Regions from separate parts of the Nomascus leucogenys genome. Here region 1 is linked to region 2. Evidence: chromatin contacts called from public Hi-C data. All regions are on one chromosome and are shown on one strand. The core of a region is the stretch at or near the end of the contact, and the rest is flanking DNA. Distances in the headings are between cores, read along the strand shown.

The links. Hi-C and Micro-C count contacts between places; a contact is called where the count stands out from the background.
Region 1: a contact with region 2 is called in a Hi-C map of a lymphoblastoid cell line, with 5 times the contacts expected there. The contact joins two enhancer-like sites. A contact is called at or near these places in 4 of 4 Hi-C or Micro-C datasets (a lymphoblastoid cell line and an unstated tissue).

What each region holds. Positions count from the first base shown.
Region 1 is chr5:53,973,332-53,980,859 of Asia_NLE_v1, reverse strand. No RefSeq gene overlaps it. Among named protein-coding and RNA genes, the nearest start is that of IL19, 34 kb to the right of the region's middle. Within about 2 kb of position 3,504, the one cell type or tissue checked has an H3K27ac peak away from gene starts, as active enhancers do. A contact at or near this core is called in a lymphoblastoid cell line, where this site is marked.
Region 2 is chr5:53,903,315-53,910,484 of Asia_NLE_v1, reverse strand. All of the region lies in intron 2 of IL19 (interleukin-19), which reads left to right. Among named protein-coding and RNA genes, the nearest start is that of IL10, 35 kb to the left of the region's middle. Within about 2 kb of position 2,579, the one cell type or tissue checked has an H3K27ac peak away from gene starts, as active enhancers do. A contact at or near this core is called in a lymphoblastoid cell line, where this site is marked.

The sequences.
Region 1 (7,528 bases), core at 2,255-4,754, 69 kb before region 2:
AGAGGGGGCGGGGAGGAGAGGAGATATAAGGCTGGATTCCACCCCACTGAGGAAGGTCTGGTTTTCTTTGCTATGGAATGAAGGTGATAGTCCTAGGCCTGTGGCTGTTTTAAGGAATTCAGTGAGATGGTGGATTTATTTATTTATCTGAGACAGAGTCTTACTCCATCACCCATGTTGGAGTGCAGTTGTGTGATCTTGGCTCACTGCAACCTCCGCCTCCGAGGTTCAAGCAATTCCCCTGCCTCGGCCTCCTGAGTAGCTGGAATTACAGGTGCATACCACCATGCCCAGCTAATTTTTGTATTTTTAGAAGAGATGGGGTTTCACCATGTTGGCCAGGCTGGTCTCGAACTCCTGATCTCAAGTGATCCGGCCGCCTCAGCCTCCCAAAAAGTGCTGGGCTTACAGGCATAAGCCACAGTGCCCAGCCTAGATGGTGGATTTAAATGCTTCCTCAAATGCCAGCTGCCAGGTGGCCTTTATCACCAGGAGGGTCCCACCCCTCAGTGAGCTGCTTAGCAGTGGGAGCACAGGGAGCCCCAGGCTTGGAGTCGAGTCAGTGGCCTAGGCCTGGTCCATGCTCCTGCCCTGAGCTTCAGGGCGGGTCTCTGTGCCTTGGAGTGAGCAGGCAGTTGGGTTGGTAAACAATAACAGTAAATTTGGGGTTTTCCTTTGACTGGGTTGGAGACAGGAAATGCAGGAGGCTGTGAGTGACGAGTGGGTAGAGTGGGTAGCAGGTAGGTCGGGTAGGTCGGGCCTGCTCAGGGTGTGAAGGAAATTCAGTTATTCAAGGGAGGAGGGTGAGGGTGGTGAGGCTGGGGAAAGTGGCTGGCCCACTTACTGGTGAATATAAACAAACCCTCTGGGCACTGCCCAGGTGGTGCAGAGTGGGGACAGGGGAGGCTTTGAGGGGCTGCCACCGCATCCTCAGCCCTGAGAATGCAGCTCCTTTCGGGCTCTGTCTCTGGAAGCCTACATTTAGGGGCTCCAGCCACCCCTGGGTCCTTTTGCTCACTTCATTTCCCTGTCTTCTCCCTGCACTCAGTCAGAACAGTGTGGCTCCCCAGCATACTCGACCACTAGATAATCCAGGCACTTGGTGTATGTCCTGTGCTTTGGGAGAAACAAATGAAGTGTAGGGCCCAGTTCCTGCCCTTGAGAACCTAGTTGGGGAGATACAAAATGCCTGTGTGCAGCAGCAAGGGCTTTGTCTTTCCTTCCCCTGTACCCACAGGCCTGGATACGTTAGGGGCTGTTCCAGACTGAGAACAATGTGTCATTCAAGCCCAGGTGGCATAGGGCAGCCTCTTATGGCCCCAGAGGTCTTCAGATGAGCATGAGTGAGGTGAAAAAAACAAAATGAAAAAATAAACCACACGCTGGATCCTCGTCCTCTGGACGAAGATCTCACATCCATGCCTTGTTGGGGAGGATTTCAGTCCTCCCCCACCCAGGCATGTGAAGATTAAATGAGGCTGTGTCAAGACTTGGAAAGGTGGGGGAAGCGCAACTCCTGTGTGGAAAGATAGGACTGCCCCCTGGGCTCTGGGCCACCATTCAGACAGGTCAGTGCCTTGGCCTTTTCAGCCTAGGCTGCTCTTTAAAAAGAAGACCTTCAGCCGCTATCCAGGAGTAAAAATGTCACATTTTCAACATTCAGCTCATCTTGAGCACCTCCTCTGTGTCATGCCCAGTGCTCAGGACTTTGGAGACACACAGATGAGTCCAGAAGTGGGTCTAGCCTTCGTGGAGCTCAGCATAGAGAAGTGGCGGGCGTTGCTGTAACAGAAGGAGAACTGATGCTCTCCAAAACAGGAGCAGAGGTGGTTGGAGTGCATAAGGTGGAGCTATTCTGTTAGAGACCCAGGAGAGCTTCCTAGCAGCCCTTGGAGCTGGCACCTGACTGACAGTTTTGATGGCAGAAAATGGAATAGCATGATGGAGATTTCCCCATTGCATTTCTGCTCTCACTTCTCTATGCAAGAGCTAGATCCTTCCCTCTCCAACAGGTTCACCCCTCCTGTCTTTTGGTCTGAACTGCTGTCTGTCTGCTCATCTGATTAGCTTGACCTTTGACCCCTCATGGGTTCTGCTCACGGAAATCTGATTTACTCCTCTCTGTGGGGTGCCCTTGGTGTTTTCTGTCTATTTTCCCTTTCCAGCCCCTCCAACTTGGATTCCCCTCATAAGTGATGTTTGCTCCCTGAAAACCAAAATTTGGGGATGTGGTCTGATGGAGATTTTGCCACATTTCACTCAATTCATTAAGTTTTTAAAAAGTGTTACAGTGGTACACCTTAAACTTAGATCTTTTGTAGTTAGGCACTTTATGAATCATCATGGAAAATGATGGCATTACATGAAATTGAGAGCCCTCCTGGAAGAGCAGGATGAGCAATTGTTAGGGGCTTCCTTGCCCCTCTTCCCTCTGCCACTAAAAAGCCTTTCTCATCCCTTTGTCCTCATGGTTCTTACTCCACTCAGTTTGAAAGTGGAGCCCTTGGGAGCCTCCCTGGCACTCACACACAGAAATGTCAATATACTTGGTGTCCACCCTTTCCATTTTTAACACACCACCATCTGGAACCCAGGATTACCTTGGAATTTACTTGTCTCCTCCAGAGGGAGTCATAATTGCCTGGAAGGTAAGTTACTGCCCAGAGCCTCTGGCCAGGAAGTCTTTGGGCTGTCAAGCCTGCAGGATTTCAGGTGGGGCTGCCGAGGTGGTGGAACCTGTGTTTGATAAGTCATTTTTGGGGACCAGGGCTGCCATGCAAATGCATTTGTTTGCATAACTTTCTTGCTGTCAGGGACAGTAAAGTTTCCTACTGCCATCCCACACCCCTGCCAGGATTTGCAAGTGAAATGCCTGGACTGACTTTCCACTATCCCCCTTCAGGAGTCCTCCTCCCTTCCAAGTCCTCCCCCACCCTTTGGTTTTGGTTTTGTCTCTGAGGTCCTGTGTGACCAAATACTAGTCTCAACCTTTCTGATCCTAGGGTAGTACTGTTCCCAGGACCCTGATATGCAAAGTATCTGTACAAGTTATGCAAATAAGCATCCTGTCTGGGTAGCTCTGGTCCTAGCCCAGGGCAGTTACTAGCTCTGACTACTGCTGTCCGAGTGTGTGAAACGTGATCTTGCTCCTTCCTCTGTCCAGGCAGCTGTGGGTCTCTTGTTCCTCAAACAGTTACCGCCTCTTAGGGTAATAAGGCCTCGAGTTTCAGAATGAGCTGAGTTCTCCCAGCCCTTACCTTCTGATTTGGAGACATGTGGTTCTGAACTCACCAGTCAAAGGTTTACTTTTGAAAGAAACCGCGATCTCATCTAAGTCTAAGAGACCTTGGTTAGCTGGAGTCTGTGGTGCAGAGAGACCTGGTATTTGTAGTAAGACCTAGAGGGGCCTTTGGTTTTCTGGCACTCAGCTGTCTCCTTTTCTGGTCAGAAACCTATTCTAAGGACATGGTCCTCATAGTGAGACTCTAGCCCTACCCACCCACAGGAGGGTCGAGGGCAGGAGGGGAAGGATGACAGCCAGGCATTCTTTGAGCCAGTGTGCAAGGAAGAGAAAGGGTAGATGAGAAATTTAGTCTGATCGGCTTATTTCAGGCTCCGAAAATGACAGCTGACTCAGGGCAGGTGCTTAGTATCTGTTGGATGGATGAATGCATCTAAAGGAAAATTAACACAAGTAATTTTAGTAACTCAAACAAGACATTATATATACATATACAGACATACAGAGTGAGGCGTGAACCTTTCTCTTTATAACGTCTCCACCTCAGTGATGCCAATTCCCTCTCCAGAAATAACTTCATTGAACAGCTTTATTTTTTTTGAAATTTTTATCCAAAAGTTTCTGTTAATTTATCTGGATACAAATATACTTATAAGCACAACTGAGAAATTTCTTTGGCAGTTATAACAAGTATAAATGGAATCATTAGGCATATTGTTCTGCAACCTGCTTTTAAAAAATTATGATAAAATACACTTAACTGAAAATTTACCATCTTAAACATTTTTAATTGTAAACTTCACTAGTATGTTCACGTTGTTGTGCAACTGACAGAACTTTTTCATGCCCACTAAATAACATACAACTTGCTTTTTCCACTTAGCATATCTTGTGAATTTCCATGACCAAACTCATAGAACTATCATTCTTTTTTTAAATAGTTGCAGAGTATTTTATAATATGATGTACCACGATTTATCTGCTATGGATGGCTATTTCCCACCTCCTTTCTTTTTTATTTGTCTTTTAACCTCATTTGCACTGAAGGATTACCCTCCCCCCTTTCTCTACTATTTATATAGATCTCACAAATATCTTGTACAATATCTTCGAGCACATGTGTAAGGATTTCTGTAGTATAGATCCCTAGTAGTGGAATGGTGAGATCTAAGGGTATACACATTTTAGTTTTTGATACGGACTGCCAAAAAGACAGTATCGATTTATGAATGAATGCACTTTGCATATTGCTTTCCAAGTGAGAGCTTTATGAAAGGGTTTGCTGTCAGCAGCAAATCTGGGGGTAGAGTCAGTCAGCCGAGAGTAAAAGGGCATTTGTAGCACTTCCCAAAACTGATAGATGTAAACCCTTGGCCACATTGTGGGCGAGTGGAAAAGTCAGATGTAGAGGGGTTTAGGGGATTCCTTCAACATCTCCCCACATCAGTGGCCCTGCTCACTCAATTATGGCTGTTTGCATACATTTTGGGCGTGTAGGCAGAATGGCTCAAAGACAAAAATCTGAGGTTCAGCCTTGTTCGGCCTCCTGGTGTTTGATCTTGACTGGGCTACCTGCTTCTCTGACTGGCATGCAAATGCCTGTGGGGGATGACAAGTGTGCACATAACATAAGTGACATAAGGCCGACTCTGGTGGGTGCTGTAAGAGAGGCCCAGAGTGCTGTGGGAAGTTACAGAGGAGGCACCCCTCTGGTTAGGAATAGCAGGGAGGAGGAGGCGGCTTTGACTCAGGGTCATAGGTGTTGTGGGGTACACAGGACACATGCAGGTCCCACTATATAGGAGCTCACTAGACAGGAGCTCAGCCACATTGCCTCCCAATGTGACACTGATTGTGTGCCCAGCCCTCTGCTGGGTACCGAATCTGAGGCATCAGTCTTGGGGATGGCTTGGGATGTGGTGGTCAGTAGCTCAGTTGCATATGGCACAAGATAAATCTTTGGAGTTACTCTAAGCTGGGTCCCAACTATGAGCAGATGACTCGTCCTCTCTGAGCCTCAGCTCGTCAACCGGTAAAATGGGAATTATTATTGAGGCACCCATGAACATGTGCCCCAGAGACCTCCTATTATGGGGAGCTTAATTGTCCAAGGGCCCCAGCTACGGCGCTCTGAAATTCATTGTCTCATTTGTGTGGAGGCCACACTTCCTTCCTCCTGCTCCCAGTCAATGACAGTACAACAGGGATGCGAAGGTACACCTGTTCCTGGGAGAACCAGGACTTGAAGGATGGCCAGCTTTGCCCCTGGCAACTTCATAGACACTTGTGCCTGGGGCCCTTGTATGCATCCTCCTCTCCCTCTTTCCTTAGTGAGGTCACACACTGGTAGTTCCCCAGCCTTGCTTCACAGTCCCTATTTTCTCTCATGAAGAAATTTCCCCTAACTGAACCCTTGTATGTGTAATCCTGTTTTGGCATCTGCTTCTTGGAAAATCTAGACTACAATATTATCACCAACCTTAGAAGGTGGTGAGGACTAAATGAAAAATCAGGTAAAAAAATCATATGAAAGACTTAGCATAGTTAAATCATGTAAACAATTATGGAAAAGCCTCAGCCTGGCACATAGCACTCATTATTATATATTCTCATGCATTATGTAGTGGGTACTGTAGCCATCATTGTACCAGTGTGAGCAGGTTAATTTAACTTAGGAGACTGCATTTAGGAGTCAAGAAGCCTGCTTTCCTGCCCCTTCCCTGCTCTATCTCCCGAGTTCTCTATCCCCTCACATGTGCCCTTTATATAAGAGTGGCAGTTGTTACTGTTAACTCCCTAGGCTGGCCCCGGACTCCTCTTTTTGGGATAAAGGTGATTAACGCTGTGTGGCTTTCATTGAGAAGGGAGGCTGCTACAAGGGTCTGCTGCAGGGACGTTCAGACCAAGTGGATTTGTGGCTCTTTAGCCCCGCAGAGAGGAGCCCCTGCCCTGCTGAGCTGTAGGCTTGCTGGGAGGTAGCAGGAGTAGGTGGGTGGGTCACCGAGGGGTGCTGGCAGCCGGGCAGTGTTGGTGGTGGGGGCCGAGGGAGGATGTTGGGAAGACAGTGAGCCTCCAAGTGAAACAGACCATGAGAGGCGAGGTGAGTCACAGGTTTCTCTCAAAACCCCCATGCCCATGGTCTCTAGAATGTGCTGAAAGTGGAGCCCGCCAGCCCCAGCCTAGGCCCCAGTTCTAAGAATGCCTCCCCTTCTCTCCCTCCCACAGTCGCCCAAATTAATCAGGCCCTCGGCTTTGGGGGGTATCGTTCTCTTATAAGAATGCGGCAGAGAAAACCGCTGGGTTGTATCCCAGCAAAGGAGGCCACAGAGATTAGGGCTGATTGGGAGGAAATGTGAGAACAGCGGTGTCTAGTTTAGGTTTTAGAACCTGGCTCTTCCTGCTCACACCACCAAAGAAAATTTGGCTTGAGAGATTCAAAAGAGGTTGTGTGGTGTGTAGCCTCGAACCCCAGATTCCTACAGATCTGGATTCATGGTCTTGCTCTAGCACTCAGCAGCTCAGAGCCCTCGGTGTTTGTATGCCTCAATTCCCCAATTAGTAAAAACAGTGATTTAAGAGCATCTTTGTCACAGCGCTGTTGTGAGAATGAGATAGTTAATCAGTGTTAACCTTTAGCCCAGTTCCTAAATTAAAGCCCTATGAAGAGCCTCTCAGCTCAGTTCAGAGACCGCCAGTTCCCCCTTGTGAGTCTTTCTTTTCTTTTGGATTTTTGATCTCCAGCGACTCCATAAGGAAGTGAAATAATTATCCCCATTTTATAGATTTGTAAACGGAGGCTCAGCGTGATTAAGTACCTAGGAAACAATCCTTTGTAGTACAGGACCGTGAGGTTCAACGGAGGTTTATCGCCTCCTTGGGACACCACCCAAAGGCAAAAGGGAGGCAGTGAAGGCATTTGAAGCTCAGAGAGGCTCAAGGCCAAGCCATGGCTTAGGGACCTGCAAAGTTCCAGGAGCTGCAGAGCTGGACGGGTGGGGCAGAAGCCACTCTTTCCATCCTCCAGGTCCTCGTGGTGGAACATTCCTCAGTTATAAGCAAAATTCATTTTGAGTTTTGTTCACATGTCACTTTTTCTTTCTCTTCTCTTCTCTTCTCTTTTCTTTTCTTTTCTTCTTTCTTTTTTTGAGGGAGTCTCACTCTGTCTCCCAGGCTGGAGTGCAGTGGCGTGACCTTGGCTCACTGCAACCTCTGCCTCCTGAGTTCAAGTGACTCTCGTGCCTCAGCCTCCCATGTAGCTGGGATTACAGCCACCCGCCACCACGCCCA
Region 2 (7,170 bases), core at 1,330-3,829:
ACCAGGAAGTTGAGGTTGGAGGCCTTCCAGTTCCCTGCCCTAATCAGAGGCATTGACCTGGAGGCCCTGTGTAGGAGTCCCCATCTTTCGGAATTAGTGATGTGGTTAGAGTAGCAACGTGACTCTCTGTGGACGGAAGAAGGTAGGTCGGATGTGAGAGTCTCCCTCCATGAACATGTGTGCGTCATCTGAGTCAAAGCTTGTATCTTTACTCTCAAAAACAAGTCATTTTTGTTCCTGTCAGCATCTTGGCCAGCCCACAACAAAGAGTACAAGCTGGATGCTGTGCTGCAATAAAGAGGCCTCAGGTGATCCTGTAGAGTATGGCTGGAGAGAACAGGAAAGGATTATTCCCCCAGGGGCTGATGGGGCTGCCTTCAGCAACACAAAAACATGCTTACAGAAAACTGCCGGAGGACATAGGAGTGATCTGCTTGCATGAGGTTTTTCAACCACCAGGAATGGGTTGACCTAGTCCAGAGCCCTCTAATAAAGTGACTTTCAAACGGACTGCACTTCAAAATAATCCAAAGCTTTAACAAATAGAGATGCCCAGGTCTCATCCTAGATGTACCAAATTCAACTCTCAGGGATGGGGTCTGGGACTCTGTGCAAAGCCCCCTGGGAATTCTGGAACAACTAATCTGGCGCTGCTCCAGGAAATAGCACTTGGAAAGCACTCCAGCAAGGTGGGAGGGAAAATTATTCCAGCTTGAACACTACAGTATGAAGTCATCCTTTCCCTCTTCACCCTGTCTCTTCCCTTCCCTTTCTTGCTCTCTATAACATAGCAGGAGGCTCAGAAGAGCTTCTTCTGTTACGCTTCTTGTAGGGCAGTACAGGGAAAGATGTGGCTGTGTAAATTCCAGGAGGGCTTCAAGTATATTTAAATATGGGTTGCTTGCCACATTCACCTGCCTATCATGTTTGCAGATGACAACTGCAGAATGTGGCACCCAGGTCTTAAAAGTCATGAAGCAGAATTGGATAACATCTGTCCAAGTCATGACAAAGAGGGTTCCTGTGCTGGGAGTGGGGGCTAATGAACCTGGAGATCCTTTCCAACACAGACATTCCCTGATGCCAACGATAACCTTTTCAAATTGTTGTTTTCTTGATTTTTATCTGTTTCTGGCACCTCTTTTGATTCCCTATATGAAGATAACCCCCAGGTTGAGTGCACTGAAATAATTTAGGTAATGAGAAGCTGAAAGTTACTAGAGATGGAAGCAATTAGTGTGTATGAAGTGTGCATTGTGTGAGTCTTAGGCTGTGTCTTTAAGCAACAAACTTTTATTGGTGTCACCATCTTTCTAGGCACAATGCAAACCCAGTGAGGATGAGATTTGGCGTTTAAAAGTGTTTCTGACCAGAGATGCCTGAGAGAATGACCCAGGGATCAAACAGAGATGCAAGAGAGCAAGGCTCCAAGGAAACTCACCTCAGCCTGTTTCCTCAACTGCTTTCCGCACCTTTGTTTGGGGGTGGAGGAATAGAAAATGGGCTTGAATTTTTCAATCTAAAATTCTCTGTTCGAGCCTGAAATTCTCTTACCTTATAGGAAAAGTAGTTGTATCTTTCAGGGATATAATGGGTGCTAACTGCATGGGTGAAATTATCTGAATCCCAGAGAAATGCTCTTTAGAAGAATCCACCAGACTCCTTCCTTTCTAAATCATACCCTTCTTCGAAGTTCCCTTCAATCCTTGGATCCTCTGTGGACACTGTTCCGATTATTCAAGCACTAAATGATCTCCTCCTGTCTGCATACCTGGCTCTGATTCTAGAGTATACACCTGTATCGGCACAACTGATTTAGCTATTAATCATGTATGTGTTTCTGATAGCTCTCAGTTAGCTGCCTGGGATGGTTATTTACCTTTTTGTGCTAGTTTTACCTTCTCAATGGGACTTTGAGCAAATTAAGAGTGAAAACACATCTGTACTGATCCGTTTACATGTCCAATAAATAGATTTTAGTGCCAATGTGTGCAGCCATTGCTCTAGGTCTTGATACAGATATATACCAGGTGGTAGAGGCTATAAAGACAAAGCAAGCTAAGGGGAGTTAAGTGATAGAATCAGGAAAATCATTGACCTGAAAAGTGAATAATAACCTCATTCACTTTTTTCTGTTTATCAAAGAATGCCATATGCTAGATGCTAAAACAATTTACATCTGTGTGACCAGAGCAAGCCATTATAAAAAGGAAACAATCCAAATGGAAGAAACATTTTATCAGGCTGGAAAACACAGTTATTGAATTAAACTCCAAAATGGAAGCCATAGCTTACAAATGGACACTGCAGAAAACTGAATTAATGAGTAAAAGGCAAACTGAAGATAAATTTCCTAGAACACAAAAGCAAAAGATAAAGAAATGAAAATGAAAGAATAGAGTAAACATGAAATACAGATATCAAAGAGCTAACCTACACATAACAGGAGTTCCTAAAAATAATGAACAGACTCTTTTGGAGCAGAAGCCATATGTAGAAAATATAATGGCTTTAAGTAAAATCTTATTGTAAAAACTGAATGTGCTTACTGTATTAGTCAGGAGTCTGGGTTGTGTCAGGCTCAGTTCAAACCGGCTTAAACAAAAAAGGAATTTTGCTGGCTCACTTAATGAAGTCCAAGGGTTCACTAGGAATCCATCCCTGCTGCTCTTGCTTTTCTCTGGGTTGCCATCATTCTTGGGAGGGTTGTTCCTGCAGCGTGACATTCAGTATCTCCAGACTTACATTCTCCCAGTTTACCAATCCCAATGGAAAAGAGAGTTCTAATACATGTGCCATTAACCTTGGGTTAATCCTCATTGATTTTTATTGGCTTGGCTTGGGTCATGTACTCACCCTTGAATCAATCTATGCAATTGAGAAGTGTTGTTGCCTTAATTTCACCGGCAGCACACACCCACTCCTGGGATGAGAGGATGGGTCAGCTTTACCCAGAGTCATATGGACTGCAAATAAGGGAGAGATCATTTCCCAGAGGAAAATGGAGTTGCTACTTCCAGAAGAAAGGGGGAAGAATGCTAGGTAGGCTAAATAACATCACATTGGGCAGATAGAAAAGAGCTACTACTCTCAAATCTATTCAGGTAGAACTTTTACATCTAAGATACTACAAAAACTGAATAAATAAGTAGGCAAGGAGAAAACAAGTCGAGCATTCTTCAGATTTATTTTCCATAACTCTAAATGTGAGAAGACAATGAAACAAAGTATTTTAATCTGTGAAGGAAAGAAGTTGTGTGACCTGAGAATTCTATGCCTGGGTAAATTGTCACTCATAACGTATGCACTAGGAAAATACAATTCCCGGGACTCTCCCTGAGCAAACTAATAAAAAATGTATCACAATAAGGATAAATTAGAGTTGGTACAAATTATCACCCAGTCCTATCATTCTACCTCTGAAATATACTACAAATTGGTCCCCTTTCCACTGTCAATCTGATATCATGTTAGTCCAAGTCAGTATCATATTTTATCTGGACCATTGCCACAGCCTATTAACTTGCCTATCTCTTCCACTCTCAACCCTTCTAAGCCATTCTCTACATGTCATCCAATGGTCTAGTAAGCCAGATCATGTCACTTCCTTGCTTAAAATAATTTTACAGCTTCTTACGGGTATTAGTTTGGTCTCCCACTGCTATAAAAACATACCCAAGACTGGGTAATTTATAAAGGAAAGAGGTTTAATTGACTCACAGTCCTGTAGGGCTGGGGAGGCCTTAGGAAACTTACAATCATGGCAGAAGTGGAAGCAAACACGTCCTTCTTCATATGGCGGCAGGAAGAAGTGCTGAGCAAAGAGGGAAAAGCCCCTTATAAAACCAGCAGATCTCATGAGAACTCACCCACTATTACGAGAACAGCAGCATGGGGGTAACTGCTCCCATAATTCAATTACCTCCCATCAGGTCCCTCCCATGACATGTGGGGATTATGGGAACTACAATTCAAGATGATATTTGAGTGGAGATACAGCCAAACCATATCCTATGGCATGTAGTGTCAATTCAAGTTCCTTACTATGACCTTCAAGACCTTGCCTGATTCCACCTCTGCAGTTATTCCCAGCCCAGCCACACTATCCTCTACTCACCATGCCATAGTCACATAGCCACTGATCAGTTCTTGCTGTGCACATGCTAAGCTCTTTCTTCTCTCAGGGCCTTTACTCATGCTGTTCCCTCGACCTGGAACTCTCTTCCCTCAACCCTTTCTTTTCCTGGCTCCTTCTTTCTCATTACATCTCAGCTTACTTATATCACCTCTTCAGATGTTCTCTGGTCTCAGATAAGAGATAAGAGAGAAACTTATCTGAAAATAAGTTTCCTTTTATTTTTTTTGGCACCCTTATCTCAGGCCACTAATCACAAATTGTAGCTATATATTTATGTGTTTACTTGTGTTACATTTGTCTTCTCTTAGAGTATGAACCCCACAAAAGCAGGGACCATGTTTATTTTATTTGCCACTGAATTCCCAGGTCTTAGCACTGTGTATGACACAGAAATGGTGTGCAATTTATATTTGTAGGAGGAAGGCAAGAAGAAACATTGAAATGGGGTAACTATATATAGAAGCAAATATATAGAAAGAAGTTATGGGAATTGATTTAACTATAATTTCTAAGGTGATGGTAAATACTTTTTTCTATTAAAGAGATGAACTATGATGTTAGAAAATGGAGCAGAAAGCATATTTAAAAGAGTAAATAAACACATTCAGTATATAGTGCTTTTGGTTCCTAATTTGGTGCCATAAAAATTGATATAGGCCGGATGTGGTGGCTCATGCCTATAATCCCAGCACTTTGGGAGGCTGAGGCAGGCAGATCTCTTGAGGCCAGGAGTTCGAAACCAGCCTGGCCAACATGGCGAAACCCTGTCTCTACTAAAAATACAAAAATTAGCCAGGTGTGGTGACACAGGCCTGTAATCCCAGCTACTCTGGTGGCTGAGGCACGAAAATCACTTGTACCCTGAAGGTGGAGGTTGCGGTGAGCCAAGATTGCACTACTGCACTCCGGCCTGAGAAACAGAGTAAGACTCCATCTAAACAAAAACAAACAAACAACAACAAAAAACAAACCATACCAAACAAAAGATATTGACTGATGTGATTTGAAGCTCTGAGAGTAGAATTAACTGTGCATGTAGAGTGACTGGCCTTGAAGAAAGGATAGAATTCAGAAAATTAGGGAGAGGTATGAAGGGAATTTTGTGTGTGTGTGTGTGCGCGTGTGTGTGTGCATGTGCATGCATGCTGGGGTGAGGTAGGAAAAAACTAGGTGAGCAGAGATTTGGCACTGAGACAGAGTAAACAGAGTGAGGTGGGAGGGTGAGGAGCACCTAAGACTTCCAGGTACAAGAAAACTTGTGGTAGGTTAAACTCACAGACGGTAATGTAGAAAGTGTTGCCATGAGGACAAAGCATCCACCTTGGAGGGGCTTGTTGCTATGTATGTGTGCCTGCAGTCGACACAAGTCTTAGCAGGAGTCCTAAGAAAAGGTTCCCAGCCCATTTGGTCTGTGGACAATAAGGACCCCTTGTGGTACAACAAAGAAGGTGAGAGACAGATGTAATGAAGAGGCTTCAGGGGCTAGAGATACTGGCCAGGAAAGGACAGCCTGGGTGGGGCATCATGAGTGAAGAGGGTGCATGAGGATTCTGTATGACAGGGAAGGAAGGCAGAAGGTTCTGGAAACAAACTTGTACTACTCCCCATGAACCCCAAAGCAGGTCTTGTTTAGGGGGAGAGAGCAAAGCTGCTCTCTGTTCTTGGCAAACAGTCTTTGTGTATGTTGATCATGATGTCCCTCAAAGCAGCCCCCATGGGCGTTGCCCCCACTGTTTCACCTAGGTGCAGTGAAGAGTGGTAGATACAGCATTCCTAGGCAGCAGACCTGGGCTGGAATACCTGTCTCTCCTATTTGCTATCTGTGTAAACCCACGCTGGTTCATTATCTTAAGACTGCTCTCATCTGAAAGGAAAGGATAATAATGCATGATTTCCACGTCCCTATGTGAGATCTCCATAAGTGATAGGCTTTGTAGTCTGTACTGTTAGTTGTACTTGGTGTGGGGTGGGTGGGCATGAGCTTCAGAAGATGCTGTCTGTGGGCCTGACCTCCACTGGCTTTTCCTGCAGGTCTTCACTTTAGCTCAGCCTCAAGGGAAGATGCTGTTGGCCAACTGGGTAGAATATTTCTCTGCCCAGCCCAAAGCTCTGGTAGGGACTTTAAAAGATGATTTTATACTGCACCATTGTAGACTAAAAAAGTACCATACCAATCTCTGGGCATCTATCTAGTTTTAGGAAAATCACCAGAAAAGGTGAATCTGCCCTCTTGATCTACTGTAAGTAGCATGTAAAGTATAAGGCGGGTTGTTCAATTGGCACTAGATGGTACCATAGCAGCCTGAGTGCATTAGATGAGACCTGCTTCAAACAAGAAATATAGTAGCTGGGAGGTGGGGTTGGGCCCAGGATAATGATAAGGACAAATTTCCATTAAATGACTTGCAAGATACTGTCCTTCATTTATAATGAGTCTGACAGGAACTTCCCCAGATTCATCAGTAGATTGCATGTTGCAGCTCAGCAATCACCACCAGGTATGGAATCAATCATGCCATCCACGTTTGTGAAAAACCTTATAACAACTTCACTTGGGGCAGTTTCCTTCAAGGGAATGAATTCTCCTTCTTCTCAAGACCCATCCCAACCTCTTTTTATTGCCACTCGCCTCACCATTAGGGTCGGATCTCACCTTTCTTTGGGGGTTGGAGGGCATGGACAAAGTCTGACTCAGAATAGTTTATACACTAAAAGAAGTGCAAGATTTTGCTAATAAATACTGGCAGGATCTTGGCAAATATGTGTGAGAATAGATTCTAAGGGTGTTAGACCAAGGAGGATAGAATATAGCATTGGATTGGATTGAATTTATTGGGTGTATTTATGAGACATTCTGGGTTTAGTGTGCTAGCTCTTGCAACTGGAAGTGGCTCTAAAATTTCTTGGTTGGCTGACTAAACCTTGGAGTCAATGGTGGCATATGTTCAATAAGGCTGGAATGCTAGAACTTCCCTGACACAATGTAGAGGAAGGCATCCAAGACTTAAGGAGGAAGGAATGATGGAGTGACT